Regions from separate parts of the Mus musculus genome. Here regions 1, 3 and 4 are each linked to region 2. A link is a contact called in public HiChIP or PLAC-seq and promoter capture Hi-C data. All regions are on one chromosome and are shown on one strand. Each heading gives the region's core, a stretch centred on a gene start, on an enhancer-like site or on the middle of the called end of the contact. The rest is flanking DNA. Distances are from core to core; before and after follow the strand shown.

Region 1 (2,951 bases), core at 100-2,599, 250 kb before region 2:
GTTATGCGGCTCAAGCTTGTGTTCTGTCTGTAAGCATTATGCATGCAGAAGAGTATGTGTAGGGACCCTGGACCCTACTCTGCACCTTTCTTCCTGGCCCTTCCTCAGGGCCACGAGAGATAGATACCCAACCAACTCAGTCGTTCTAGAATCAAAAGCACATCCTGGTGTAGCTTATGTGTATGCTCCCTGTGGGTAATTAAGGCTGCATTATATTCCTAAGACCAGCTAGCAACACTTTCACAGTCATGTTCTTGAAAGGATGACAACACCTTACTCATTGTGCTTTTGGTACATTTATATGACACACTCCCAACTTTGGTGCCTCCTAAAATTGACCCTACGTTAATTAGCAGCCTGGTGTGATCGTCTCAATTTTCCTGGGACCAATTAAGTAGATGCAGTAGATGGAACTGACATCAAAATGTAAATTTTAAGACCGATTCTAGAATCTGTTCTTTGAGCTGGGGAGTGGGAGGGGGAGGCAAATGCTGAATAAGGAGAGTGGGGGTGGGGTGAGATTGTGAGCTGCTGTTTCTGCTAGATAAATACTGGGTCTTCTTAAATCCAGGCTGGACCATGCTGACCTGACTAGCGTCCTCTGCTCCCATCAGTTATGTACAAATGAAATCACGGCCTCCTTATCCGTGCTGGGAGAAATGAGCACGCATTAGGGCCCCTGGCTCGCTGCTAGGCACCTGTTTGGTGGGTAAATACTTTGTACCCAGACCTTCCTGCTCAGAACACCTTCACACCTGCATTTAGGCGTCAGCCAGCAGGGAGTCTCATTAGGTATTCCGCACCTCAGCACCTGATCCACACGCGAAAGTCGGGACCCTCTGCAGCACTCTCGCAGGCGGCTGTCCTCTCCCGGTAAGGGCTAAAAAACTCCCTTCCCCCAACTGGCACCACCATCTAGAAAAGGAATTTTAGTGGTGTCTCAGAAGGCCCAAAGCTAAAGGTAAGGGACAGACGGGGGCAAGTTAAGCCATCTATTCGGGTCCCTCATCACTCACCAATGTGTCTGTTCCTCCTGCGGGAGACTGGCGGCCAGGTGAGGTTACCTGGGCGCCTCAGAAGCCCCAAGGGGCGCTGCAGTTCTCCGTCTCCCCATCTCCGGCGCAGCGGGGGGACTCCAGACCGTCTCCTCCCCCCGCGGCGCGCGGCCGCGGCCCCTCGGGCTCCGACGCTCGGCGACAGCGGCACGCCGCGCTCTGCTCCCCTCCGCCGACCTGGCGTGACGCAGGCGGAGACTACTTAAGGGCGGATTAGAGGCGGTGGCCGCGGATTCCCCAGCCCCGCAGCTAGCTCTGCGCGCCGCAGCGCGGGAGCGCCAGGTGCCCGCTCCAGTGACAGGCGCCGGGGTCCGTGCGCGGACCCTCCCTCAGACCGCAAGATCGCGGGGACCGCGGCGCAGGCACCGGTCTCCCGCGGGCAGGAGCTCGGCCACCTGCACGCTGCCACCCAGCCCCGCCCCTCGCCGGGAGACTGCGGGAGTCCATCTGACCCCCGGACGGCACCGAGGTGCTGTCCAGCTCTTCCGCACCGCGCCAGCAGCTCCATTGGTTGGGACGCACATAGATTGCTTCCCCCACTCCCCTCTTTTAAGTGCAATAAAGGGGGAGGGCCTCGTGGATTTTTTTAAAAAACAATTTTTGTTTGCTTCTTTAATTGGGGGCAATTCGCTCCCTGTCAGGAGGTGAGGCCCGGGGAGGGGCCAGGACCAAGAACGTGCCCGGTACTGCCCAGTCTTTGTCTGCTGCCTCCGGATGCACAGCGATGGGGGAATGGACCATCTTGGAGAGGCTGCTGGAAGCCGCGGTGCAGCAGCACTCCACTATGATTGGGAGGTAAGGGCACCAAGCCAGCCGTCAGCGGCCCGTCGGGCGGCCCTTGGGAATACCTTCTCCTGTCTCTAACGACCCCCATATCCCCAGCCAGTCCTCTACCTCCTCCCCAACCTCTGTCCAAGTGCCAGTGTTGCCTGCATTAAGGGATTACCCGACGCCCAGTGACGCCCCCCTCCTCGTTACTCCTGATCAGCTCCCCCATACTTTCTCTATAAAGCACCACAGGGGGGAGGGGGTTCACACTTCCCTCATCAGAAAAGGACTTGTGGACTCAGTCCTGGTACCCCCCACTCTCCGGAGTCAGCGCCAATCTCCATCTGGTTCCCTAAATAGAATCTACAAGGAAGGCAGAATTGCATTTGGACAGAGAAGGGCAAGTGGGGAGATGGATTTGCTCATCACAGCAGATGCACCATTCTTTAACAGATATTTATTAAGCTAGACCATGTTCTCTGTTAAAACTTAGTGCCAGAGAGCCACACACATAGCTGGCTTCTTCTTGTGAATAATATATCTTTAAGTATATATTTATATACATATGTAGTATGTAGATATTTATTCATATTTATAGCTACCTGCAGCTACCTATTTGTTTGTAGACATGTGAATTTTGTACTCATCACCGTTTCTATAGAGGATTAAGTTCTACATGTAGAGACTAGGATATACACCCATAAAGATTAATACTCACCGCAGGTGTAGATCTTCAAACACAGATCCTCTGTTAAGGATTCTGCATGCATTTGCCAGAGTAAAGGTGCGTTTAGAGTCTCTAGACATTCTTTACATTGAGCTGGACATATATATGTATATGTGTGTGTGTATATATATATAGATATATACACACACACACACACATATCAAAAGGAAATATATGCTACAAAGGGGCCATGAACAGTGTATGAAATTGTGCAGATGTGAGATCCTTGTAATATGAAATAGTCCAAGCTTGCCAGCACCAAGCAGAAAAGGAAGATATAAAATTGCCTTCCAGACTCTCAGTTCAGTACCACTCAAGGGTGGACAGCTCCCCTGTTCAAGGACTGGTAAGCGCTGAAACAGAAAGGGAAGAAACAGGGATTTCCTATCAATGACTTAGCC
Region 2 (2,708 bases), core at 42-2,541:
AGGGTAATTTCCCCTCTTTGCATTTGTTATTTGGAATAGTTCATATGAGTCAGGAAGGGGCATGTAATTAAGGTTTGACTTTAGATGAGAGGGAGTTAATGAGTTTATAAAATAAACTCCCTTTTCTCTGGGGGAAATTATTCTCACACCGGCTCCGAGCACCCTCTTGGTGGGCTCCAGTGAACTCCGCATTCACTGCATTAGAACTCCGTGGGCTTCGGGACTCATAACTCTGCTTAAGTCCACTTGACCAGGATAGATCTTGAAGCTCATCTGATGGCTCTACTCTGTAGACAACTATTAACTGTGGAACAGTGTGTGTGTATGTTTGGGTATGTGCGTGTGTGTGAAGTGCACTAAGAGTATACAGATACAGCTTGCCATTTGCAAAAAGTCATTCAGAACGTCCTAATTTTTGAGATATTAACAGAGGTTCCCTTCTTGCTTCAGTTGCTTTGTGTGTGTATATATATGTCAAATATATATTTATATTATATATTCCATATATATATATGAACAGTACCTGTTAGGTGTTCAGTATATTTCTTACTCCCTCCCCTAACACTTGATAAAAAGGACTGAGTGCTGGGGTCCTTTTAGTTCATTCTTCTGCCACACACTCAGCTCAGGTAGATGGGCATCTGAGCAGAAGGAGCCAGTGCCAAGAAGAAGAGGGTATCCTTTTGCAGGCTGTTAGGGAGCCCGCCTGGGTTAACACCAGCTCAAGGGTTGACACCCTTTACGTTGGGGGCCTCGGGAAGATCCTTTAAGGCTCCTGCTTTGTCTGACCAGACTGTCCAACGGTGCCATTCAGCACAATGGTGAGGAAACACCTAGCTTGTCACGACCCGCTCCGTTGCTCTGCTCAGCGCAGCCGGGACTCCTGAGCGTGGAGCCCCATGCAGGCGAAGTTCAGCCTGCTAGAGAAGCCCAGACCTGGGGCTGGAAAGGGATGAGGGGCTAGAAGCCGGGGTGGGGGGATTTCCTCCCTCGCTCCCCTCTCCAACGGGAGCGGAAAATGTGATTTGCTGTGCATTCCAGGCGCGGTTCCCTGGGGTGACCTCTCCCACCCAGACGGGCAGGGGCAGGGGGGTGGGTGTAGACAAAGAGGCGAGGCGGGCGGAGAGGGGACCCCGCAGGGAAGCAGGAGGGGTGCAGTGGGCGGGGGCACTACCGGGAAAGGGGGCGGATAGCGGGTCCCGCGGCGGCGACGGCGCCTGACCAATGGAGAGACGCAGTCCCCGGCGCTTGGCTGGCGGCATTTAAACCGGAGACCGGGAGATGCCCGACACTAGGTGCGCCCTTCGCAGACCTGGAGACCCAGAGTACCGTGGTAGCGGCGCTCTCCTTCGTCTTCCTCCCGCGTCGAGCCCAAGTGGCTCGAGCCGCGGTCTCACGCAGCGCCACTCGTCCACAGCGAAGAACCTGAGGACCCACGGAAGTGACAGGTGAGCGCGGCGGTATTCTGGTGTGTGTGTGTCTCTGTGTGTGTGTGCGCGCGCTCGCTCGCGTGTGTGTTGGTATGAACCCAGGCTAGCCAAGGAGTCCCCAGGGTTCATACCATCTCGAATTCTTCTCAGTTGTGACACAGCCCCTTGGTGCACCAAAGACCCTTGAGTGCGCATTAAAGAACCGAACCTGGTCCTTCCTGCCGCAGAGGTAGATGTGGTGACTGAGGGGCACTGGGTCCACGGGGGAGGGAGGAAGGTAGAGAGAGAAGTTGTCAAAAAAGTGCATCCCGTTTCCATGTGCTGGAACCCTGCAAACTCGGTCCTGGTGCTTGAAGCACAGAGCCCGCGGGAGTCGCCTGCCGGGACAGGGCACTGTTGCCGAGTCAGAGCCCCGGAGCTGGCATCTCTGTGAGCTGAAGCCGACCTCGCAGCAAGTTGCAAGCAGAGACAGCCTTGAGAGTTGGGTACAGGGCTGGGACAGGGGCGTCTGTAGGAGTGGCGGTCCCAGGGCTTTGAGTGGTAACTGCTAAGGACTTGGGAATTGGTGGCGTGTGCATTTGCGGGTATGGCAGATGCAACTGAGGCTGGTAAGACAGAATCCGCGCGGCTTAACAAGTCGGGGTCGGGTACCTCGAAGCTTGAGTGCACGCGCCACACACTCTTGTGCTGGCTGTGCTCCGGCCGGCGCGTGGCTGTCTTTTTTGAGCCTCTTGGGGGGTTCCACGCTCTCATCCTCCATACAGCAGACCTGCAGGCGCCGGGCAGCCACTACTGGCTGTTTCCCACTTCCGTAGATGCTGGCCGATCTGTACCCCACAGGCCTCGGTAACGCCTCGCTGCGCCTCGCTAGCGACTGCGCTCTACTGCGCGCTTTGCCTCTTGCTCCTCGCTCGCTGCCGCTGCTGTGAGCCATTCCGGTGAGCCCTCTCTAGCTCCTGGTAGAAGTCTAGAGTGAAGGGAAAGGCATGTGGCTGTCATCTCCCTGGTCCTACTTATTTCCTGAATTCTAGTTTGGGAAGAACAACTTCTCTATAGCCCTGGACTGGCTGTTCCCTCTCTGGCGTTCTTCAGCTTAGTGTTTGCCTATGCCCGGCTCTGGCAACCATCCACCAGCGAGACTGGCTGGGGAGGATGCGAGATGACTAGCCTTTCGTCCGAGGACCTTCCAGAGAACCTTAGGGGGCTCTCTGGTCTAGCTCAGCAGCCGTCTTTCCCCTCCCCAGTAGAATCCAAATCCCTACCCTTTGATGGAGAAAT
Region 3 (2,700 bases), core at 155-2,654, 160 kb after region 2:
GTTGAATTTTTGTTTTGGGGGGTTGATGTGGTTAATTCTAGCACTCAGAGGCAGGCAGAGTGAGTTCAAGTACACTCTCGTCTACATAGTGAGTTTTGGGACAGCCCGGGATTTTTATAGTGAGACTTTGTCCCCAAACAAACTAATCAATAAAAATAAGTAGGCTGGAGAGATAGCTCCGCAGTTATGAGAGTTCACTGCTCTTATAGAGCATCCGGGCTTGATTTCCAGCGTCAATGTGGCAGCTCACAATTGTAGTTCTAGAGGATCTGACACCTCTTCTGGCCTCTGCAGCCTCCTGCACATATGTGGCACACATGAACTCACACAGGCAAACATGTATATGCATGAAAATATGAATACATATATAAATAAGTCATTTTTCTTTTTTTCTTTTATTTTTTAAAGAAGAATGGCAGTGTTTTCAAGATTTCCTCAATGTTGTTTAGTATCTAGGCAACTCCTGAATGGACCTAGAGTTCAGAAAAGTCCCCAATTTGGTCACGGGGCCATGAGGGGGTCTTTCTGAAGCTTTGTTCTAAGGTAGCTTGATATGCAGCAGCCTAGGGTCTTTCAGACATTTCCTCTTCTAAAGCCCTGGGGTACCCTTCACTGGGGGCTCTCAGATACAGTGTTGTACTGGAGGAAAAGCCATCCCTCCATATATAACCAGTATCCAATTTCTGAATGATAGCGCTACATTGGCGGTGAAAACCCCCTGACAGTTGTCCCAGTGCCGTTTCCTACCTGATCATAGTATCGCAGGTAGTACTTCACAACATAGTCCACCAGATTCATCCCATTGTCCTAGGTTTTAAAGAGAAACTCAAATGACAGCTGTTCACAGAAGACTCTGCGTGCTTCCCAGTTTAGACCCGAAATCCCAGTTCTCCACACTTAAAATTTATGAGACTAAGTCATATTTCTGTTATAGACTGACCAGATTTTCCTTCCTCCTAGTTTAATCCATTTTTTAAAAAATGACACTACATCATCTTTTGTGAGGGGAAAAATAATAAAACAAGACAGGTAATCCAGGAGACAATCTCTGAGACAATTGCAGAGACCAATGTACGAGCAAAAACAAACAAATAGGCAAGCAAGCAAACAAAAATATCTGTTGCCCAATATTTCCTGGCATGCTGCCAAGGCGGGAGGGGGTGGTAAATGCTGAAGGGAGCTATGTACTAGAAGAGAAACCCATCCCTTCCTTCCAACTTCTCAGAAAATGTGTGCTCTTAATGGCGTGAAAAAACAATCAGGGCCAGCTTAAAAGAGAAGCCAAGCTACTTTATGACCCTGGAAGGCCAGGGGGAGCCAGCCCTCCCACAAGGCAGCCTTTGTGTCCTGTTCACAGGGGTCTAATTCTAATTTGCCTGTGTATTTCCCTTCCCTGCCCCCCCCCCTTCCCCACATGGGACGCCCAGATATGGGCTAGTTGTTTCTAAAAAGGTGGCTCTGCAGGGGTGTGGAGCCAAATGATAATCAGGCTCAGAAAGTTGACAGGAGACCCCAGCCCCAATTGTTGTAGGCAAAAGAATAATTCAAATACTAGGCTCAACAGTGTCTGCCACTCCAGAATGAGTAAATTACAAGCGGCCAATACTAAAGCCAAACAGATTCTAGCCTCAGCCTCTGCAGGATGACTGCGGCAGTATGCTTTTTTATCTTGTATTGCAGTAGTGGCTCAACACCTAATCACGTACGCTACAGCTAAAATAACAAAAGGATTTTTATCTCGGAACATGTGGTCTGATCTGAAAAACCTACCATTTTCAAGTCAAAAGAAAAGTGCAGAAGGGAAAAACGAACCTACATGCTTTCAGATAAACAATTACCACGGGGGGGGGGGGGGGTGGGGGGGAAGGTAAGAGAAATGGATCAGTCTGTAATATTTGGTTTTAAATGATAGGTTCAGAAGAAAAATAACCATAGCACATAGACAGTCAGTAAGAAAAGCAAATAAATACCCGACTTTTGACGTCTTTGAGTTTGGGCAGAATTTCTAAACTATATCCGTCTGCTTGCCCTCGCGTCCTGTTTCCTCCATTCATGTAGTTTCCAAAAGCCAGAATGAGAGCTAAGATATCCTTCACACTCTTCATGTGCAACAAGCCCTGCAGTGGCAAACACCAGCAGTTATGGTCTGAACTACAAACACAGTCATATTCGCTCGCTCCACAGCTAACCCTCATTAAAGTAACCAAATCCTGGTAAGTGGCTTGTGATTAGTTGTATCAACAGTTGGCAAATACAAGATACATTTCACTACAGCAGTATCATGTGGGGTGGTGTATGTCACAAACAGCCACAATTTCCTACTTGTGCAACAAAGTTATAAGCAGGGTAAGATCTTATAATGATGAGGGCTGATTATTTTTCATTACAGGTAGTTTTAATCTTTAGAAAGTTCTTATAGGTTAATAACAGACGATGTAGTTAATCTTTGATAACTTCTACAGTTGAAAGAGGTCAAATATCTTTTCAGAGTACCTTTTGGAACCACAGACTTAAATACAAAAAGTATATTCAAATTTAGGGAAGATGCAGTAGCAAGAGTGAGTGTAGTCCTCAGAGGTGAATTATGGTAATGCACTTTAAGGTCAGAGGTTACGTTCATTAAGTTTTTTCAAAAATGTATCTTCGTCGGGTGTAGTGGCTCACGCCTTTAATCCCAGAACTTGGGAGGCAGAGACAGGA
Region 4 (2,713 bases), core at 212-2,711, 140 kb after region 2:
GACATTCTTTTGTAAAATTCATGAGCATTGTATTTTAGAGTCATAAGAAATTTTCAACTGCACACGCCATCGGTCACTTAGCAGTTCCGCTACAGCTGGGCAGGAAAGCCTTTCTGCAGCAGCCTACAGGGAGTCGGGGGCTAAGCTATGGCTGTCTCCATACAAATGTATTCTGAGTTCAGGTTTGCCTCCTTAGGCTGTAGCAGGCTAAACTACATGAAAAGTGGGAAAACAGTTCTCGGAGTTCTCAAAACATGGTGGCCACATCACTTTTGGTACAGCCAAAGCTTACACTACTGCGAGAGATGACAAGGAGAGTCTTTGAAAACTGTGATTTCCATGCGACTCTGCAGAGGTGGGTGAGCCCCAGAGGCTAGAACTGTGTCTGCCACGGAATACAGCAACTTAAAGTGATTATTCTCTAGAAGGGATAATGGCAAGAAACTTAGTCAAATAGACAATAACTGGTGATCTATAAAAGTTGACAATAAGCATAAGGTTGTTTTTTAAGTCTATTAAATAACCCGCTTTTTTTTTAGAGGGGCATTCTAACAACACATTTAATTTTATCAATACATACACACACATTTACATCAAACACTATTTCTCAAATATACATTTTTATATCATTAACATAAATGTAGGATGTTCAGATTAGCCAATCAACAATATCAAACAATGTTTTGGATGCATGGCAGACTGAACCGTTTGCAGAAGAGAAACAGAGCCTGCAGTTTGGGGCAGAATTACTGGAATTACTTCAAGTATGTACATATTATTAGTGGGAGTTCATGAGTAAAAATCACGAGGCTGCTGGTGGAATCACCGAGGGCAGAGTCAAGCTCTCACTTCCACAGAAATTATGCAGGTGGGAGAGCCATGTGCTGGGTGGGCCCCTGCTTAGTTTATCAAGTCAAAAGGTGTATTTTGTGGTAGTTGTTACCCCAGCAACACAACACAGTTGCACAGACACAGAAATCTTGAGGGCAAAAGGCTTTCTCCTTCCATGGAGGTCAGCAAGGGGGTGGATGAGGTAGCCGGACTAGTCTTGAGACTCTCTCTCTCCCTGGAGTATGACAGCTGGCTACAAAGAAGCCATTGGTTAATGCACCCAAGCTTAATAGCAAAATGCAACCTGTTTCCACATTGCTCAGCTGGGATGGTTGCAAGTCTTCCATGGTTTTTCTGACCTCAGAGCCTAGTGTCTCCATCTTCCTAGGCACTTACTTTAACTGTAATTTTCTACTCTGGGAAGTGTTTACATCTAAATAGATCATAAAGGAAATAAAAGTCAGAAGATTGAAAGCCACAGGAGAAAACAGAGGAGGAGTGTGTGGAAAGTTCCTTTAAAGAACACACTTCATTAGCTCGGTGGCTGGATTTTGGTATCTAGACTTGGCTACAGGACTCCCTGGCGAAGCTCAGGGCTGGCCGCTTGCTGATCAATGTGCCACTGTCGTCAGATTTAATGCAATATTTGGCTCAGGCCTTTTAAAAAATCCCCTATTCCAGCTAAAATATTTACACAGTCCTATGTGTCTCACTTAATGCTTGTTAAGCAATCGTCCTTTAAAACTCCACAGACTCTTGTAAATCTGTCAGGAGAATTGCGGCCTATAAACAAGGCTTCACATAAAGAGGGCCACATTGTCAATTCGCTGGGAGTCAGGGTTTCTCAGGATTTGTCTGAAAATAAAGATGAAGATCAGAAATAGTTTAGAGTGGGTAACAAAGTGGCCAATGGTCTCCCTCGCTGTACAATGGGATGCTTCCAGACACTGACCTCTGCTGTTTGAAGCCACGTTCTCCTGTAAACCTGTCACGGATCCTACCTTGCTCTTGAGTTATGGCAAAAGAGAGCTGCAGGTCCAACAGCCCTTGGTAGTCTGCATCCCAGGGTCTGACCACTTAGAGGAGATGAGCTGCTGAGACTTTCAAGTGGAGGCTATTATGTGGTTACATGTGAGTTCTGTGGTGTATGTTAGGGAAAACGAGGGGCTGTGAGACGGCTGATTTGATGATAAGCAGAATTCTCTGAGAAAGGCTAGATGTGTTATATAATAAAGCTAGAAGTGATCACCAAATTAGATATCAGCCCTTATGCTAATGAGCTAAAAATAACTTTTAAAGGACCATCTGAGCTCTCTCCTGCTGTCCTGGGTGTGACAGGCATTTGACTCTGTGTCCAAGAGGTGACCAGCTACTTGTAATACAATTGTACAAGCTGTTCAATTACTTATTCTTACTTGCTTAGCTAGCTGTCTTATTTTTGCCGTTTCATCTAAGAACTTACCATTATGGATTGTGGTTTACAATCACTTTTAAAATGGATTTAAAGATGAAAAATAATTTTTAAAATGTACACTATTCATTTGAAAGGTTGCCCTAAGCTTCAAATATTCCATTTTGGATTGGGCTCCCCACCCAAAGGGAAATATGGCTTTGGATTTGTCAAGCACAGTAAGTCCACGCTACAGAACCACCCTGAGATAAGCGGTAGCAGTATTTTCTGATGCTCTCTGTGTGGTTGTAACTGGGAAGGGCTTTAGAAATGCATCTGTGAGGCTGTAGAACAGAAACCAGAGCACATGGCATGCATCGTCCCACCCTAGTCAGATCCGGAAGCTAAACCGTTGCCCTTACAAGCAATCCGATCCTGTTCCTAGCAGGAGAAAAAAAGAAATCTGAAAACAACTAGGGGTAAATTTCTTCC

What was found. Promoter capture Hi-C pulls out the DNA fragments that hold promoters and counts their contacts. HiChIP or PLAC-seq counts read pairs in DNA pulled down with a chosen protein or histone mark.
Region 1: a contact with region 2 is called in a promoter capture Hi-C map of embryonic stem cells, with 2.9 times the contacts expected there. The contact joins the promoter of A530058N18Rik here to the promoter of Grem1 in region 2. A contact is called at or near these places in 2 of 39 promoter capture datasets (embryonic stem cells and pre-B cells), 2 of 484 Hi-C or Micro-C datasets (both in embryonic stem cells) and 1 of 9 other capture datasets (adipose tissue).
Region 3: a contact with region 2 is called in an H3K4me3 HiChIP or PLAC-seq map of neural tube, with 3 times the contacts expected there. The contact joins the enhancer-like site here to the promoter of Grem1 in region 2. A contact is called at or near these places in 3 of 39 promoter capture datasets (the 3T3-L1 cell line, cranial neural crest and embryonic stem cells), 1 of 15 datasets of contacts at CTCF or cohesin (the NIH/3T3 cell line), 4 of 115 datasets of contacts at active chromatin or transcription factors (the NIH/3T3 cell line, embryonic forebrain, forebrain and 1 more) and 3 of 9 other capture datasets (adipose tissue, liver and pancreatic islet).
Region 4: a promoter capture Hi-C map of the 3T3-L1 cell line shows a contact between it and region 2, with 2.3 times the contacts expected there. The contact joins the enhancer-like site here to the promoter of Grem1 in region 2. A contact is called at or near these places in 3 of 39 promoter capture datasets (the 3T3-L1 cell line, cranial neural crest and embryonic stem cells), 1 of 484 Hi-C or Micro-C datasets (nephron progenitors), 2 of 115 datasets of contacts at active chromatin or transcription factors (embryonic forebrain and forebrain) and 2 of 9 other capture datasets (adipose tissue and pancreatic islet).

Annotation. Positions count from the first base shown.
Region 1 is chr2:114,011,963-114,014,913 of GRCm38.p6, reverse strand. A530058N18Rik (RIKEN cDNA A530058N18 gene) reads right to left here and starts at 1,349. Exons shown (of 5, transcript NR_028423.1): 1 at 1,017-1,349. It overlaps Gjd2 (gap junction protein, delta 2), which reads left to right and starts at 1,295. Exons shown (of 2, transcript NM_010290.2): 1 at 1,295-1,850. The coding sequence starts at 1,780.
Region 2 is chr2:113,757,231-113,759,938 of GRCm38.p6, reverse strand. Grem1 (gremlin 1, DAN family BMP antagonist) reads left to right here and starts at 1,291. Exons shown (of 2, transcript NM_011824.4): 1 at 1,291-1,448.
Region 3 is chr2:113,594,440-113,597,139 of GRCm38.p6, reverse strand. Fmn1 (formin 1) reads right to left here. Exons shown (of 20, transcript NM_010230.2): 12 at 1,971-2,117; 13 at 748-807. Among named protein-coding and RNA genes, the nearest start is that of 4930533B01Rik, 110 kb to the left of the region's middle. Within about 2 kb of position 1,404, at least 17 of the 459 cell types and tissues checked have an H3K27ac peak or open chromatin away from gene starts, as enhancers often do. A contact at or near this core is called in neural tube, where this site is marked.
Region 4 is chr2:113,617,924-113,620,636 of GRCm38.p6, reverse strand. All of the region lies in intron 15 of Fmn1 (formin 1), which reads right to left. Among named protein-coding and RNA genes, the nearest start is that of 4930533B01Rik, 89 kb to the left of the region's middle. Within about 2 kb of position 1,461, at least 13 of the 459 cell types and tissues checked have an H3K27ac peak or open chromatin away from gene starts, as enhancers often do.